Regions from separate parts of the Mus musculus genome. Here region 1 is linked to region 2. The links are chromatin contacts, called in public Hi-C maps. All regions are on one chromosome and are shown on one strand. Each heading gives the region's core, a stretch centred on a gene start, on an enhancer-like site or on the middle of the called end of the contact. The rest is flanking DNA. Distances are from core to core; before and after follow the strand shown.

Region 1 (2,896 bases), core at 1-2,500, 2.2 Mb before region 2:
TTTTGGGAGTTGTACCAGGCCACCTTGGGAAAACAAAATCTGTCTCCATTTCTCAATTGCCATTTGAGGGTCCAGCGGAAAGAACACAAATTTGAACAAACAGTATTTCATTGTATATTCAACAGAGAAACACACTCTTGTATGTCAACATTACGAGGAAGGCTGAGGATAGCTTTATAGTTTCTCTGAGGAAACGATCGTTCAGTTGGTACAAACGCTTATAGGACTTTTTATCTTACTCTTCATAGCCACTGGTCCCTGAAGAGAAGCTCTTTTATCACACTGGATTTCTCTGTTTCCCACTTGAGAACCTTAACCCCTTGGAGTAGGATCTATGCGCTTTGTAATCCAGAAGTTTTTATTCGGATACCATACTCATTTCTATCCTGGCACATGTTAGCAAGAGAAGAGTAAAAATTGTTAATTCATGGGAGAAAATAACAGCATTAATGAATGTATAGATTTACAAAGACACACATATACCATACTCATTTCTATCCTGGTACATGTTAGCAAGAGAAGAGTAAAAATTGTTAATTCATGGAGAAAATAACAACATTAATGAATGTATAGATTTACAAAGACACACATATACCATACTCATTTCTATCCTGGTACATGTTAGCAAGAGAAGAGTAAAAATTGTTAATTCATGGAGAAAATAACAGCATTAATGAATGTATAGATTTACAAAGACACACATATACCATACTCATTTCTATCCTGGTACATGTTAGCAAGAGAAGAGTAAAAATTGTTAATTCATGGGAGAAAATAACAGCATTAACGAATGTATAGATTTACAAAGGCACACATCATTGGATTGCTTTTGAACCCCATTCTCACTCCCCAGTCCTGTGCACCTAGGAGATACAGCATATAGCTTAGGTTGTTATGTATGCAAGGGGATTTAGAAGAGATCCTTTGGAGGAATGTCATATTTTAAAGATGGAGCTACTTTAAAAAAAAAAAGAGTCTCTCTGACCTTGAGTAAGCAACTTTATACACCATCTTACATGGCTGGTTTTAAATTGTCTGTTAGAGGCCACAATGGTAGCTGTTCTGCCAGGCCCTGAGACTGTTCAAGGGATGAAGCGAGATAATGCAGGTGAAGTCTTAAGTACTGGCTTAAGGGCAGCTGTGTGCGTAGTGTTTGAAAAATGTGCGCACTGGGAGCAGGAGGCTTGATTTCAAGCCTCCAGGCTGCACATCTTGAAGCTGAACTATGTTCAGGGTGAATCAAACAATTCCAAATACTGGCAGCAGGGGGCGCTCTTGCACTTTCCTTAGATTGTCCTAATCGGCTAAGAGGAGGAAACAACTTTTTGTCTCCATTTTCTAATTTAGTTCTTGGGTCCATTTGGGTGTGGAGGACAACATTGTGTCCGTTCACTGGGATGGTCCAGCCCATGAATTTCCAAAATGGCAGCAGTCTGATCTAGATTGATTTTGTTTTTATCTGTGCTTTGTGTAGGTGCCACAGACAATCTGGGTCCCTGGTCTGGCATGTAGGACAGATAGGTGCTGACCCTGTGACCTAAATTTCACAAGAAGAGTCCAGGTCAACAAAGAGTTTGATAGTTCGAGGGGCCAAACTGTCTTCTGGCTTGTTCATGATCGACCTGTGGTAGCATGGTGTGTAGCAGTAGCGGGGATATTCTGCTGTACTGTCAGGAATGAAGATGAGATGTGGAATGTGGGTCCTAGGGGGTACATCTTAAAAGCCCTAGCTAGTGTGGATGGGTCGTTATGGGACGGCATCAATGAGTAAATGAGTCCATGTTGCATCATTGCCATCTTATCATGGACACTGGAAGCCTTGAAGATAAATGAGAAAGGTGTGAGACACATATGGCATATATGGGTTTACAGAAACTCAGCTCAGGCCTCACACTCTGGTATGCTTTGTGCTGGTCTTTGATGTGTGTGTGTGTGTCAGAGTGGGGGTTAGGGGTTTCTACACCATACCCCTTTTGTTGATACTGACAATATAAAACCAAGAGGACAGTATAAGTAATTTTCCCAATGCAACTGACCAAGTTTTTTAAAAATGTGTATCATATACATATGTGTCTATATATGGCATATATGTATATATCATATATAAAATATATTTTAGACATAGTGCCAAAAGTGTGTGTGTATATACATACATATATATATATATATATATATATATATATACACATGTATATATATGTATATACACACACACACACACACACACACACATATATATATATATATATATATATATATATTCATTCAATTCTTGGATTGCAACCAATTAAGCCATTAAAGCGAGGTAAGTTGTTCCTTTAATCTGTGAATTTCATGTGAGTTTTACTAATGTCCCAATCACAAATCATGCCAAAATGAGGAGCTGAGTCCCACATTAAACTTGAGTTTCGTTAGCCTCCTTAAGCTCAGAAAAGCTTCCTGTCTTTTGCGACAATACTACCTTGGAAGGACACAGATTGAGGTATGTTGTAGACTCTTCCTCAAGCCAGTTTTCCCCACGATGCCTTGTGATCAGATTCAACTCCCGCATTTCTAGCCCCAGCATCGTGGAAGGGCTACTGTGTCTTTTCAAGCACTATGGTGGATACACATAATGCCAGCTTCCCTCATTACTGGTGATGTGAGCTATTTGCCTAAGGTCCTTTCTGCCAGGCTTCTCTGCTGCCAAGGCTCTGAATTTCCCTTTGTAGCTAATGCGTAGCCCTATTGGCAGACTCTTCCCGTGGCTGACTTCTGCCTCCCGTCACACAGCAGTACCTTGTTTGTTCTCACCTTGATGTTTCTTATATGCATTGATGATGGTGAACAGCCCAGCAAGTGCGCCTGTTTCTTCCCTTCCTCCCACTTTTGTTCTCAGTTGTACATGGCAAGGAAA
Region 2 (2,850 bases), core at 43-2,542:
GTTTTTGGTACTATGTGGAGCTGAACAAAGACGCATCTTATAGAGTCATGGATGATAAGTTTTCAGAAACATAATAATCCAGTTGAGTGCTATCTAAGTGCTTTATATGTACAAACTGCCCTAAATTTCACATCTCAATGAAATAGACATTAGTATTCTCATTGGACAAATAAGAATTTTCTGAAAGGCATTTAATTCTTTCTCCATTTAGATTATCAGTAATTGAAAAAACAAAAAATCCAACCCAGGTACTCTGGCTGCAGAGCTACCTAAGATCTACTTCACAGAGCATGAGGATTGGATTAGTAAGGAGTTTACACACTGGCTGTCATACTGCTTTACTGTAGGATGAACATAGTGATGCAATAATGTCGATAGAATTGTTCTGGTCATCACATGACCAAATAGGAAACATGATAGACTGTAATCCAGAAGAATGATGTCCTCTTATTGAAAACTATGCTCTTCTCCTGGTTTTGGAATATCTTCATTCCATTTCATCTTTATCTTCTTGCCTTCTTATATACATGGCATGTCCCAGTTCTTTTTCCTATTAATTGTAGCCATGAGACTGGACCAATGGGCTTGTATGGTTGTGCTGGGCCATTCTCACATGGACTTCTCTAAGTCTTTTTCCCTTCTATGTGACTCAAGCCATTCTCAATATGGCACAAGAGCTGCCTGTTTCAGATGATGCCACCATTAAGAGCTCAGACTCCATAGTTTCTATACAGCAACCCCCCTCCCAGTCCAACACAAATATTATTGTCAGTCTCCTTGGGATGATGGATAATGATACAATGATGAAGCAGTTTTGTTGACCATTCATAAATTTGAGTGTCTTTATTATCCCACTTTATCCTTAAGTAGTTTATTTCTAATCATGCTGAAATTAAGGATATGTACACCAGAGCTATTCTAAAACCTCTAATATGGAATATTTCTCTTTGGTATAACACTCATGCCCTTTGAAGCATCTTTTGGTCATTCAGGGTATTTTGAGAAGTCCTTTCAGGCATACCTTGGCATGAAGTAATTATGAGAGGGGAGAGACCAGGAAAGAGAGAGAGAGAAAGAGAACACATAAGAGATGAGAAAAGTAGTTCTTATCTCAGTATTTTCATGCCTTTCCTATTGGGAATACATGATGTTCAATCATGTTTAACAGAACACTAAATTTATAAACTTCTACTATTTTGAATTTAGAAAGGCAAACTTTGCTTATTAGGTTAGCCTGGTGAGTACCTCACATATGTCAAAAATGGTATGTCAAACGCAACAGCAGGAAATGGGTAGGTATATTTTTGACTCTCTAAGAGTACAAAGTAAAGAGGGCCCCAGAAGATTGTCATGAAAACCCAAGAAACAAGTTTGATTCTTTTTTTAACAGAGACGTTGACCAAAAAGGCTAGTCAACACTTTGTTTCCTTTTAGTCTACCTCCATGTTTTGTTTCTTATAGTCTATGAACTATGAGCTCTTTATGGTCATATTGCCCAAAAGGTCATTTTGACAGATTTTTCCAGTACTAAAAATATCTGGGGCTTAACTGATAAATCATGAGTGTCTTTGAAGAGACAGAAAGTTAGCCTTGGGAAATTCTCTACCTGATGTAAAAAAGACCACTTTTACTGAGTGGTTTTGCCAGTGGTTCTCCTGGTCTAATCTTCTTATTCAAATGTAGATGACATAAAGTTATAGAAGTTTTTAAAAAATATATTCATACTAATCAACATAGAGTTATACCTTTGAAAGGAAAAATATTGGGCTCAACCCTCCCCCAACAAAGTTCTCAGCACAAAGGACATTTATTTACCCTAGTGGGACAGAAGGCAGAAGATAGAGGAAAAAGAAGAAGAGGAAGAGAACCAGGGAGTTGGGGCAGGGACAATTGTCTGAGAGTACGATAAGAAACTGCCTCTGGATAGAGAAGAGATAGATTTGTCACAGGAAAATATCAGTTTATAAAAGTACAAAGGGAAATGCCATGTTAGGATGAGGCATTTAATGGTTATGTTAATTAGTTGAGCCAAAAGGGACTTTTGTCATTAATTAATTAATTTATTTATTCTCTTTACATCCTGGTTGCAGCATGCCCTCCCCCATCCTCTCCTCCCAGTCCCACTCTCACAAATCCCTTCCCCTACTCCTCCCCAATCCTTCTCCTGAGAGAAGAGGAAGCTTCACTTGGATACCACCCTGCCCTGAGTCATCAATCCCCTCACACTGAGGTCCAACCAGGCAGTTCAGCTAGCGGAAGGGGATCCAATGGCAGGCAATAAAACCCTAAAGCGAACCCTAAAGGGGGCTTTTGTTTGCTAGACCTCAAAGCTTTGAAAGATGAACCGTGGTAATCAGTCTCAGGAGGAAGAAGTGACCAAATAAGTGAATAGGCCTTGGTGGATAACTTTAGGAATGTAATCTTACAGTATTTATTAAGGCAGAGTGTCTTAGTTAGGGTTTTACTACTTTGAACAGATACTATGACCAAGGCAACTCTTATAGGGACAACATTTAATTGGGACTGGCTTACAGGCTCAGAGGTTCAGTCCATTATCATTAAGGTGGGAGCATTGCAGCATCTAGGTGGGCATGGTGCAGGGAGAGCTCAGAGATCAACATCTTCATCTAAAGGCTGCTAGTGGAAGACTAGCTTCCAGGCAGCTAGGATGAGGGTCTCAAAGCCCATACCCACAGTGCCACACTTATTCCAATAATGCCATAACTTCTAATGGTGCCACTTCCTGGGCCAAACACTTACAAACTATGACATAGAGGGAATGAGGGGCAAGGGGGCAGGTCTGCCAGAGCCATGCTTGCTATGCTCAAACTGGCCAGAGTCCCTTCAACC

What was found. Hi-C and Micro-C count contacts between places; a contact is called where the count stands out from the background.
Region 1: a contact with region 2 is called in a Hi-C map of regulatory T cells, with 6 times the contacts expected there. The contact joins two enhancer-like sites. A contact is called at or near these places in 2 of 15 datasets of contacts at CTCF or cohesin (large pre-B cells and pro-B cells), 21 of 484 Hi-C or Micro-C datasets (the AML12 cell line, B cells, the Ba/F3 cell line and 13 more) and 6 of 115 datasets of contacts at active chromatin or transcription factors (T-cell acute lymphoblastic leukemia, acute myeloid leukemia, embryonic stem cells and 3 more).

The regions. Positions count from the first base shown.
Region 1 is chr15:63,651,100-63,653,995 of GRCm38.p6, reverse strand. No RefSeq gene overlaps it. Among named protein-coding and RNA genes, the nearest start is that of 4930449C09Rik, 66 kb to the left of the region's middle. Within about 2 kb of position 1,250, at least 38 of the 459 cell types and tissues checked have an H3K27ac peak or open chromatin away from gene starts, as enhancers often do. A contact at or near this core is called in CD8 T cells and regulatory T cells, where this site is marked.
Region 2 is chr15:61,418,608-61,421,457 of GRCm38.p6, reverse strand. No RefSeq gene overlaps it. Among named protein-coding and RNA genes, the nearest start is that of Gm24696, 62 kb to the right of the region's middle. Within about 2 kb of position 1,292, at least 8 of the 459 cell types and tissues checked have an H3K27ac peak or open chromatin away from gene starts, as enhancers often do. A contact at or near this core is called in CD8 T cells and regulatory T cells, where this site is marked.